Regions from separate parts of the Mus musculus genome. Here all the other regions are linked to region 1. A link is a contact called in public HiChIP or PLAC-seq data. All regions are on one chromosome and are shown on one strand. Each heading gives the region's core, a stretch centred on a gene start, on an enhancer-like site or on the middle of the called end of the contact. The rest is flanking DNA. Distances are from core to core; before and after follow the strand shown.

Region 1 (4,009 bases), core at 775-3,274:
CCACTTCCTGATATGCTATCTGTGGGAGGGGACCCCCCCCCAGTGCTACCAGACACCCTCAGTTCATCAACCCTTGGGTGGTCCTGGAGGCCTTAGGGGAAAATGGGAGGCGAGGGAAGAACAAAGGCATGGCTGGAATGGCCAAAGACACCTGTCACTACCTCCTCCTCCTCTTCCTCTTCCTCCTCCCCTTCCTCCTCCCCTCCCTCCTCCTCCTCTTCCTCCTCCCCTTCTTCCTCCTCTTCTTCCTCCTGTTCCTCCTCCATCAGCCACCAGCTAGCCTGTTCCACCATCATTTGACTTCATGACCCCAGGCTTCCAGCAATTCTCCCTGCCCTCCAAAGGACTAGCTGCAGACCTCTCAGGAGCTCACTGTTCTTACAGGCTGGCCCCTGTGGCCACTCCTCTCCAGCCACTTCTTCTCTCTGATGTGGGATAGAACCTGGCAGCATGCTGGGTGACGTTGAGCAGCCCCTTCCACCACCCCACTACCAGCCCTGTCCATGTCTAAGGTCTCTCCCGCTCCAAACCCTATCTATCTATCTGCCCTGGCAAGCGGAGGCAGCATCCATTTCTGCCTATGCAGAAGACCCAGTATGGTGAGGCAGAGCAGGGGGCCTGTTCACTCGCTGAGGCGTTGGTGCCAGGTGGGATGAATCAGTGATGTCGTTCATGGATGAATGCATACATGAATGGGTATACTTAGCATCTGCCCTTGGTTGCTGCTGCTGCTGCTGCTGCTGCTGCTGCTGCTGCTGCTTTTGGAGTCTCTCCAGCTTCTCGGTGCGGTGGCCGAGAGGACTGGTCAGGGCACAGTGCCAGCCTGTCTGGGTTCCTATCCTGGCGGTGACCTTGAGCTGTTTTCTTCGTGTCCCTCTATGTTTCCTCATCTTTTAAAATGGGTACAGCGTGTACTTCCCAGGATGTCATGAGACTAAATGAGTCAGTTGACATAAAGTACTTAGAATGGTACAGCTAATGGCCCTAAGTTAGTCGGTATTAACAGTTTCGTTACCATGATGATGATTGGCAAAGTTAGGGAGAAGCTGGCTGGAGACTTGGAGTTCCTGGGAGCTGTGGAGTGTTACAGGTAGAGAGGTGTCACAAGTTGTAATTGGGAGCTTCTCGCTATAAGTATTTCTGGTCAGTCATTTAAAGAAGCCTCACCAGAAATGGGATTTGGATCCCTGAGGATCCAGGAGTTTGTTCTGATTTTTCTAACTCTAAATAGGCATTTACAATTTTACATATTTTTTCAAGAGGGCCTCCAAAATGCCATAAACTTCAGCTGTCATAGACCTGAACTACAGTTTGCCACTGTGCCTGTTTCTGTGTCCCCCTTCACTGGTCCCAGTAGGAGGCACTGTCCCTCTTATTCTTGACCATGTGGTGTGCCCCAGGCTGAGCATGGCCTGAAGGATTGATTCCAGGCAGCCCACAGGGGGAAGGGGCCCTCAGAACACCTCCTGCCGGGGATGCGAATCACACCAAGGCCTGGCGCTAGGCCGAGTTGCTGCTGCTTTGCTAAGCTGAGGGCCACTGCAAGCAGGCTGAGACCTCGGTACTCTCTCTCCCTCCTCCCCTGTGTATGCTCTGGTGCGGGCACTGGAAGGCAGTTAGGCTATGGGAAGCAGGTTGCTGAGTTGTTGGGTTGTCGTTGGAGTAGCTGGCTGTGTGCCCAGTTTGGTGTCAGGGACCCTGTGTCCTGTGTCAGGTCATTGGCCTTGCTCAAAAGGATCTCCCTAGTCACCAAGACCACAGGATTCTCACTTGAAGGCTAAGGAGAAGATGGTGTCAGCCCCCTTATCAGTAATCTCAGAGTGAGGTATAAAGAGAACTCATAGCTCGAGAGGGCAGGACAGATAGAACTGGCTTCCAGAGGCTAGGCCGTTAGCTGGGGAAGACCCCTGGGTAGGCACTATGGACACTTGCTGCCTCCACTGGCATCAGGGCCTCTAGACCCTGCTCTGAGAGGGCCATTTATAACTCACAGCTGTGCGGTCCTGAGCCCAACTGACTGTGGTAAACCGATCTGGCTTCAGGAAGTCCCAACCCAAGGCCACTCCCAACCCGGCCCCATGCTCTCCTCACCTCCTGACACCCACATCCTGTTCTCAGCAGGAAGGCAGGCAGTGGGGCCCAGCCAGGGTCTCCAGCTGCAAAGCCCCAGATGGCCCTAGAACTGTGAGGCCCTAGAACCAACACCATCGAGGCCTATCCCAAAGACAAATATATAGGGAGACCAAGGTCAAAAGAAGGCTGGGGCCTGTGCTAGAGTCCACAGAATCAAGGCTCAGGAATGAGGTTGTAGCATCAGGGGTATGCTTGGAGCTCCTGGTATGATCCAAAGAGAGATTGATGCTTCTAGCCCCTGCCAACGATCACCAGAGGAGGCTGATGGAAGAAAGAGGAGGGCTTCAGGGAATCCTGGGAAAGGACACCATCTTGGATCCCAGACTTCAGCATTGCCATCTTCATCCAGTCGCCTCATTCTCTAGAGGTTCTTTACCAAGCCCAGAGATTGTGTAGGGCTAGGCATGGGCTGGAGAGAGGCTGCTGCTGAACGCTCCCAGCACCCGAGACCTAGGCTTTGTCATATGCTCAGGGCAGGCACTAACCTCTCTGCTTTGTTTTCTCTGCAAACACTCTTCTGCCAAAACTTCACTGTAGTGAGTTTGTAGAAATTTGGCCCAAGAAACTTAAGACATTTGTGACTAGATTCTAAAATCAGAACCCGAAAGAACATAAATTTTGTTTTATTTATTTATGCTGTGTATTTATTAAAGAATAAGAGAAATGCATTAGAAATACCTAACTATCTGTGGCTCTCCTCTGCTACACACTGAGTCTGGAGGATGGGGAGGTGGAGACAGGTAGACAGGTAGCCCTGAGGCTCAGCAGCTGGCCAGTCAAGCAGAACTGGTGAGCTCCAGGTTCAGTGAAAGACCCTGTCTCAAAAGACCAATGTGGAAAACCAGGTGTAGTGGCAGACACCTTTAATCCCACCACTAGGGAGGCAGAAGCGGGCAGATCTCCGTGAATTCAAGGCTAGCCTGGTCTTCAGAGTGAGTTCCAGGCAAGTCAGAGCTGGTAAGACATAGTAAGACACCATGTCTCAAAAACAAACACATACACACACACATACACACACAAAGAATATGGAGAGTGAATACAGAAGACACTCAACACTGACCTTATGTGCACACAAACGCATACAAAAATTAAATAAGTAAGGCTCCATGGTTAAGAGCATATACTACTCTTCCCGAGGACCTAACTTTGCTTTCCAGCACTCACACTGCCTGTAATACTAGGGGGATCCAATGACTCTGGCCTCCAGCTTCCCGTGGGCACATGGAGGTGCCCTCACATGCACATGGCCACCCACACAGGTGGCTTCTGGAAGAGCAGCTCCAGCATGTCCCAGGAGGGCCCAGCATGCAGACTCTGGATCGCCAGAGTCAGCTCTACTCCCTTGAGGTTGATCCTCAGGGCTGTGCAGTGTCTCACTGGACCAGCAGGTGAGGAGGGCTGGGTGTGGTGCAATGTCTGACTGGGGGTTGGTTCTGTGGCAGGTGCTTTTGACATGGGGGATAAATAATGGGAATACAACTAACTGGTTGTCCCGTGACGGTGATTTTATGCTTTTGAGGAGACAAGGATAGCGAGTGACCCTGAGAATACTGTGTGTCAGGTAATGGTAGTATTTTATTCATTTAGTTGTTTGTTTGTTTATTTGTTTGTTTACAACTGAGGACATTTATAGGTCTCAACAAGCATGTGGATTGAACTCAGCTTGTTGCTCACCTGCTTGAGGCTGGGATTTAAGAAGCAGGCAGGAAGCCGGACATGGTGGCATAAGCCTTTGATCCCAGCACTTGGAGGCAAAGGCAGGCGGATTTCTGAGTTTGAGGCCAGCCTGGTCTACAAAGTGAGTCCAGGGCAGCCAGGGCTATACAGAGAAACCCTGTTTTAAAAAAAAAAAAAAAAAAAAAAGATGCAGGCAGGA
Region 2 (4,009 bases), core at 789-3,288, 460 kb before region 1:
CAGACTCCCTTCCCTCCGGCAGTTTCTGCAGGTCAGTGACTTAAACATGTTCCCTATGCATGGTGGGTCACAAGGCAAAATGAAGGAGGCCATGTTCAAGCTTGCGGTCTGTTGCTGTGTGAAATACCATGACCAGAAGCAACTAGAGAACAGAGAGCTTTCTTCATTTCATAGCTTACAGTCCATCGCTGAAGGACGTCAAGGCAAGAATTCAAGGCAGGAGCTTGAAGGAGAAACCATGGGGCGGGGGGGGGGGTTCTGCTTACTGTTGTGCTTCTCTAATTTGTTCAGCTGGCCTTCTAATACATCCCAGACTCAACTTCCTAAGGATGGTACTGCCCATGGTGGGCTGAGCCCTTCTGTATCAATTATAAATCAAGACACCCCCACAGACGTGCCCACAGGCCAGGCTGATCTAGACAATTCTTCCTTTGAGTTTCCCTCTTACAAGGGGGTAGACTTGTGACTAGCTGGCAATCAAAACTATAAGTCTTTGCACATCCCTTTCCCCATTCCACACTAGATATGTAGGGTGCACATCACACAGGTACAGTATTCTGGCACAGGTCCCTCAGCCAAAAAGCAGGAAGCCAGAGAAAGGAGAATTTTTTGGCAAGTGCACATAAACTATATATTCCAGCAACTTAATAAATAATTGTGTGTGTGCGCGCGCGCGCGCGCGTGTGTGTGTGTGTGTGTGTGTGTGTGTGTGCATGTGCGCATGCACTCACACATGTACATGTTGGCCTTATGTCCTGAAGTGAGAGGTCGTAGCAAAAAACCCAATCAATCTCTTGTCCTAGACCTAACATCATGCACTGTTATCATATGACTTGAATGAGACCAACATAGCATGTTAAACACCAGATCTGACAATTTCAACAGTGCCATGTTACAATATGTAGTACCAGTAAGGCTTCATGGAAATATCATGCCTTGTATAAGTAATAGATAGGGCACCAAGGAGGCTGAAACTCAGGGGTCCTGTGTGGGAGGGAGTGGCAGATGGAGAGAGATGAGTTGAATTGAGAGGAAGAAGGCCTCTGATGTTGGCCTGGGATGTGCAGCTCTGCCTTTCCCTGGGAGGAGAAACTAGGGAAGTATGCACACATCATACTGAGAGCCAGGGTGCCACTCACAGAGCCTTTCAAGGCCTCAGCGACAGTGCCCATCTCTCAACCCATGCCAGCATCCCAGTGCTGGGACCATGGGACATCATCACAATCAGTCCAGTAGAGGGAAATGAATGGTCCCTGACACCTATACACCCTGGTTCTAGAGGGTTCTGTCTCTCCTCATAGATGAAGTTCAGGAGGCATTCCTCAATAGACAGAAGAGCACTCTGGATAAAAGGAGGGCTCAGCCTACATGAGGGCTGCACACTTGAGCTTTCTGCCCGCGGCCGGTTCATCTGACTGATGGCGGGCGTCAGACCTCAGAGAATGGTCCTTGTTAGGATTTAGGAACAAAACCATAGGCTTTCTGTTTACAATAAAGAGAAGCAGCTCCCTGGACCTTGCACCCCCTTTACGTCAAATAAACATCTGTCAAGGAGGAACAAGACAGAATTCCTGTGATCAGATGCTCCGGGTTCTACAGACATTCATCAAAGCCCCACTCATCAATTAGAGAAATATTTGAAAAGGCACACGGCTCCCACCAGAACCTCATGCATAATTCACAGGAGCGCCGCAGTCGAGGGAGGCGGCCACAGGAGCCAGGGTGGGCTTTTGAAGGTAAACCTCCTCATTGTTCCTTTCATCCCCAACCCAGGAAGACAACTCTGGGCCCTTCAAAAACTGTACAAGCCTTGGATGTGGGAGGTGGAGAAAGCTTGCTACTGAAGTATAGAAACTTCCTCAGCCTTCCTTTGGGCCCTCACTCAGTAAGGGAGACCATTTCTCGAGTCTTTGGAACTGGGTGTCCCTGTGAGCTCAAGGTGGAAGGAAGTGGCCCCTCATCTCACCCTGTGACCTACTTTTATCAGGGCAACCAATGCTGAGTGGTTCCGAAGGGGCTGCAAATTAAAACAGGCTGACGGAGGAGATGAAAGGTACCACGGAAAACGCAGTCTTGCTTTTCTCGGTTCATTCGCCACATCCCATAGTGTAGTGATGCTAGCCCTGTTTTATAGAGCACATTGAACCAGAGAGGTAGAGACACATATTCAGAGTGATACAGCAAGTTTACCTTGAATACTTAACTCAACAAGCAGACACTCTGTAGGTGCACAAGCCCAGGGCAATTTTGCTTCTGTTATTCCATTTAAACAACAGAGAGTGTAAGAAGTAGAAAATCAGTTGTTGTCAATATTTATTTTATTAATACTTGGTTTGGAACCCAAGTTTCATTTGATAGTCAAATACTTTGTTAGTCACAACAATCATATCATTTTTATCAGTGTATTCTATGCCTGACTTTCATTTCCAAGTTACACTGCAAAAAGATGCCACAGAGAGGAACACGGGGCAAGCAGCACTGCTCAACATTTCAACATTGACCTTGGCTTCTGCTCTGAAGTTTTCTTCCTCCTCTAACCCACCTGAAAGTTGCTCTTGCAAGATAAGGCCATTCTTGTAGTGGCAGGATGAGCTCTGCGGGGTCCCCAGGGCCTGGCATCCAGGGGCAGGTGGAAGGGTTTCTTACTTCTAGGACCCTATTGCAGCTGAATAAGAACAGGCATGGGATAGGATGAGACCAGAGCTCTTCATTTTAGATTCTGAGCAGTGCCAGGTTCTGCACTTAGCAAGGAGGGCTCAAGGGGGCTGAGACCATCCAACCAGGCCAGAGAGGCCCAGAGATTCCAGGCAATGAGAGGAGGGTCCAAGAGTCTGTTCTGGTCTAGGCAAAACCTATAGGCCTGTACTGCAGCCTCGCTTGTAGTCTAGAGTGTGCAAGTGCTCAGCCGGGCAGAGGGAACTCTCAGCGTCACCTGTTGACAAAGCTGTCCAAGATAGTCAAGTGGGAGTAGGGGAGTGGCCACTTCTGAATTCCCATCATGCCTTGTGCTTGCTTAGATAGTCGCATTATGGCATAACAATCTCGTTTCCGGCCTGTTTTCTCCAGGACTTCATTTGCATTCCCAGCGTCTTCTGTAGGACATGATGCATATTTAATACAAAGGAAGGAGGGAGGGAGGTAGCCTGGCCAAAGCACTTCACAAATAACTGAGTAAGGACAAGAAACTGGACATTCAGAGCGGTTCCTGCCTAGTAGCCCCCATATTGCTGAGGCTGCCGGCTGCCGTTGCCTCTGTGAGCCCACACTCAGTTCTTCTGCACAGAAGAGTTCAGCCCTGCCGTTACTATGAGAACATGAGTCGAGTCATCTCAGAGCCCACCTCTGCCATCATGTTTAAGCAGCCACGAACATGCAACGTATTACAACAGCTTAATATAAGCTGTTGAATTAATAAGCCTGTGAGTGAATGAGTGATTGGGTTTGTTGTGGTTCTGTAGGGAGACTCAGGGTGGGAAGCCCACCTGCATGCAGTTCAGTGTGTACCAGTCAGGTGGGCAGCCAGCACCGCTGCTGCTGTAGTGCGCCTCCCAGGAGAGGCACTTAGCCTTGTGGCCCCAGTGGCTTACAGTCTCCTTCCTTAAAGCATTCTATTCCAATGTGAGACAGCACAGGCTATCAGAGCAAGAAAGACCCAGTTGAAGCCAGCAGCCTGATCACAGCCTACCTCTAGAATAGATGTCATACAAGACTGCAGAGGGGTTGCCATGACATTTTGTCATTTTCCCTACCCATGGTTCCCAGGCTCTGGGACCTTGACAGTCGCATGCAATCTGAACTTGAAGGAGATGTGATCAGACATGAGTTAGTATTGAGTCCCAGGACAGCAGACCAGAGATCTACGGTACACTGTCCCTTCTCGGATGCAGGAAACCATTGCTCAGCCAGAACCTGGGAAGGAGGCCTCCATGCTCTGCATGGGGTGGGGGGGACACAGAGCATGCCTTGCAACAATACCTGAATGGATGTTTGTTTACTTTAAGATACTTTG
Region 3 (4,009 bases), core at 465-2,964, 310 kb after region 1:
CAGAGCAGGTGGCTCTGAGGTGACACCCAAGTAAGAGGAGAGGGGCAGAGCATCTGCACCTGATGGGCACCCAGGGTGTATAGCAGGCTCCAAGAGACGACCTGATCCCAGCTGAGAGGCAGGGAGGGAAGAAGCCGTTGGAGAGGCAGACCCTAAAATCTAGAGTGGAAAGTAGTGGGTGGTAGAAACCAGCAGATGCAAATGAGCCACACCTTAGGAGAGTCAAATTAGCAACGTGGTTTGGTTAGGAGAGGCAGAGTCCATTTATGTCCTGTATGCCTCTCCTCAGTCTTGGCACCTGATGGACAAACTGATGTGGGCTGCAGTCAGGGTGACTGTTTTTATTGGAGAGTACGGGGGAGAGACATCCAGGGGCATCTGGAAGAGTCCAGGGGAGAGATTGAAAGACTGAAGATGGGCATCGGACTGCACCTGATCAGGGTGGGATGGAGGGAGAATAGAGGAAGAGTGTGAGAGAACAAAAGAGTGCGGGGGAGGGGGGAGGAGCAGGGAGACAGAGCAAGGAAGAGAGAGGGAGACAGAGCAAGGAAGACAAAGAGAAGGGGGGGAGAGAGGAAGAGTAGGCAAAAAGGGGGGGGACCTAGTTGAAATAGCAGGGCCACAATGAGAATGAATAACTTGACCTGTCCCACTTGAAGTTTAATTAAGACACAGAGGTAAGAGGTATCTATTTGGTTTAAAGCTGTGGCCTTTTGCTGGGGCCAGTCTCTAGCTAGCTCATCTAACTTATCCTGACTTATCCCCTCCCAGTCTCTCCTCGTGGCTCTCACTGTATGCTTCCAGCCCCGTCTGTCTCCCTTCTGCTCCCTGCCTGTGTCTCCTCTCTTGCTCAGAAGTCCTGCCTCCGTAAGGCCTCCCCAGATCCAGTTGTCATTCCAGTCTGAACCAATCCGCAGCAAGAGAACACTTGATCCATTGTTTAAGGGTTACCCTTTGTCACTGAGGGCTGTTTGACCTTCCCCACCGGAGGAGCTTGCTTTTTAATATAATAATCCCTGGGAATCACCTTTTGGGAAGACAAGCATTTACAAACATTTGCATTACAGTAGAAAACTGATCAATAAACTGGGTGTGGTGGCGCATGCCTTTAATCCCAGCACTTGGGAGGCAGAGGCAGGCAGATTTCTGGATTTGAGGCCAGCCTGGTCTACAAAGTGAGTTCCAGGACAGCCAGGGCTATACAGAGAAACCCTGTCTCGGGGGGTGGGGGGGGGGGGGAGAAAGAAAGAAAAAGAAAACTGGTCAAGGGCCACAGAAATGACAATACCGAAAGCCTGCCATCACTTGCTCATGGACACACCCTGAAGGTGTCTTCTCAGTAGTTTGGGACAGGGGAGGAGGTGAGGAGAGCTGGGGATGCTAGTATGGACTCTGCAATGTGTAACAGCCACTTGTGATGTTGGGACCCTGGAAGCCAACGTCAATTGTGTTATGCTAATAGGTACCACAGCTGACCATTTATCTTTTCTGCCTTTTGGAATATGGGAAGATGAAGTTTCCTTTGGACCTGGGAGTCCCTTCTATCCCTTACCATGGGAGATGAACATGTAGATTGGCTGTATTGTGTAGAGGAATTTTAATCCAGCAACACGGCTGCTCTGACAAGGGATCACAGCCTAAGACCTTCTAGGTCTGTGTGATCTGGCTTCAATGACACACATCTTTAATCGCTCCGGCTGGAATACAGACACGCCCTTAATCCCCAACAACGGTGTGTGAGTGGAGAACAATTCGTGAGTGTAAGTCAGTTGAGTCAGTTTGGTGTAGTTCAGAGTGGAGTGTTGGGGTGGGGTGGGGTCTAGGGTTGTGTTAATAATGAGGGCAGGACCACCAGAGTCAGAAACAAACCAGAAGCAACTTTATTCACCTCGAGAAGCACTTCTAGCTGGCTAGGGAGGCAGTCAGGATAGGGAGTTGAAGCCTCAACCTTGGAAGGAGGGAGCAGGTTCTTAAAGCATAAAACCACAAGCCGATGTTCAGGGGGTGGGAAAGAAGGAATTCATAAATTGAGGGTTAGTCCTGCATGTGACTTTTTATGATAGCAGGATGTTTGTACAGGCTCAAGGCTATTTGAACAAGGCAGCAGTCTTATCTCAGCTTTTATGGAGCTAACACAGGCCAGGTGGTTTTACTGAAGCTGAAAAGAATGTAGGGCTAGAGGATATGCAGTGAAATGGGGGCGATAGATACAATGTAGTGATATATACAATAGATACAGACCAATGCTGGGAATTACTTTGGGCTCTTCGGGAGTATAGCTGAGTTCCGTTCAGTTATTGCAGTGGAGTTGAGGTCCTCTGTGAGTTCCCTACAGTTCCATACAGTCATCAGAGGCAGTTTTACTGAGATAGTCTTACAAAGATAGGTTTCAGGTGAAGATAGAACAAGCCAGAGAATGAGAAGGAGCCAGAAGATTAGAACAGATTGCCGGAGTTAGTTTGAGACCAAGCAGAGCAACTCAGTCAGAAGCCTAAAGAAGTCATTTTGAATCAGTTAGCTTGGAGAAGAGTTTGGGCCAAAACAGCTGAGTTGAACCAGTCAGTCAGAGTACAGAAAGAGCTAGAAAGGGTGAGCTTATTCAGCAGTAAGCCTCAGAGGTGACAATTACATCTAGCAAATAAAAGTTACTTTTACAGTATTGTATCTTGGTTGAAGTTCCGGCTATGAAGAAAGACAGAGCTATGGAGAGAACCACACAGGATGTAGGGCGTGCAAGCCTGGGAGGTAAGGGATGACTGATAGCCCTGAGCTTCCTGTAGTGATAGATACAAACAGGGATAAAGGTCCTAATGACATGAGTTGTAAAATCAGTGGTGATGAGGTGCATGGCTGGAGATATGGCTGGGCAGTTTAGAGCACTTGCTTTTCTTGAAGAGGACCCCAAGTTTGGTTCCCAGCCATACTAGGTTTCTCATGACCTGTTGTAAGTTCAGCTACAAGGGATAGGGTACCCTCTTTTAGAGTCCATGAACACCCACACTCACATGTATAATCGCCATAATCTCTCTCTCTCTCTCTCTCTCTCTCTCTCTCTCTCTCTCTCTCTCTCTCACACACACACACACACACACACACACACACACACGCTACATAAATCAAATACATAGTTAAAAAAAAACCACAGTGATGATGTGATGTAGTGGTGTGACGGGAGGGAGAGATTTGCCAAGAACACATGACACTCCAAAGGCCTCTTCTTTGTCAAAGATGACGTAGCTAATATGTCTCTCTCTCTCTCTCTCTCTCTCTCTCTCTCTCTCTCTCACACACACACACACACACACACACACACACACTACATAAATCAAATACATAGTTAAAAATTAAAAAAAAAACCACAGTGATGATGTGATGTAGTGGTGTGACGGGAGGGAGAGACTTGCCAAGAACACATGACACTCCAAAGGCCTCTTCTTTGTCAAAGATGACGTAGCTAGTATGTCAGAGACCAACCCGTGAGAAAGTGAGCCCTTCACAATCTCCCTAACAGACCAAATGGCCTCGTGCTAGGAGCTGGTTATCACTCCCTCCTCCCTATTCCCTTCCTGGCACCTGAGGCTGTAAAAGCTGAATTATAGTCCCCTCTTCCCTATCTCTTCCTGAACTCCCATGCCATCCAAGAACATGAGTTACGCCTGAGCCCAGCCTGACACCCAAGGCTGTCAAGGAGGATCAATGTTGCGGAGATAAGATGCAAAGTGCCCGCTGCCTGGCGCCTGATTTTGGCCCCCATGTCAGCAGATGCCCACTTCTTTGTTCTTTGTAAAATTCCCCCTCGACCCCTCCCCTATTCCCCACGATGTATGCTTTAAAAAGAAGGCACCTCAGCATAATAAACGAGACCTTGATAGGTACCCTTCCTGGTCTCCTGTTTCTCTTTTTCTTCCTCCCATCTCCTTCCAGGTTTGCGGTCCCCCTCGCACCCACGAATAACTGAATCCCGCGGGACGGGATACTAGTATGGGCCTAGTCTTAGTTAGAAGCAGCC

What was found. HiChIP or PLAC-seq counts read pairs in DNA pulled down with a chosen protein or histone mark.
Region 2: a contact with region 1 is called in an H3K27ac HiChIP or PLAC-seq map of double positive thymocytes, with 3 times the contacts expected there. The contact joins two enhancer-like sites. A contact is called at or near these places in 4 of 115 datasets of contacts at active chromatin or transcription factors (acute myeloid leukemia, double positive thymocytes, large pre-B cells and 1 more).
Region 3: an HNF4G HiChIP or PLAC-seq map of pancreatic cancer cells shows a contact between it and region 1. The contact joins two enhancer-like sites. A contact is called at or near these places in 1 of 115 datasets of contacts at active chromatin or transcription factors (pancreatic cancer cells) and 1 of 9 other capture datasets (adipose tissue).

What each region holds. Positions count from the first base shown.
Region 1 is chr14:25,515,342-25,519,350 of GRCm38.p6, forward strand. The region is part of intron 2 of Zmiz1 (zinc finger, MIZ-type containing 1); the gene reads left to right. Among named protein-coding and RNA genes, the nearest start is that of Mir3075, 17 kb to the right of the region's middle. Within about 2 kb of position 2,025, at least 190 of the 459 cell types and tissues checked have an H3K27ac peak or open chromatin away from gene starts, as enhancers often do. A contact at or near this core is called in double positive thymocytes and pancreatic cancer cells, where this site is marked.
Region 2 is chr14:25,057,548-25,061,556 of GRCm38.p6, forward strand. All of the region lies in intron 2 of Gm41112 (a long non-coding RNA gene), which reads left to right. Among named protein-coding and RNA genes, the nearest start is that of Gm41112, 8.9 kb to the left of the region's middle. Within about 2 kb of position 2,039, at least 6 of the 459 cell types and tissues checked have an H3K27ac peak or open chromatin away from gene starts, as enhancers often do. A contact at or near this core is called in double positive thymocytes, where this site is marked.
Region 3 is chr14:25,824,332-25,828,340 of GRCm38.p6, forward strand. No RefSeq gene overlaps it. Among named protein-coding and RNA genes, the nearest start is that of Anxa11, 16 kb to the right of the region's middle. Within about 2 kb of position 1,715, at least 24 of the 459 cell types and tissues checked have an H3K27ac peak or open chromatin away from gene starts, as enhancers often do. A contact at or near this core is called in pancreatic cancer cells, where this site is marked.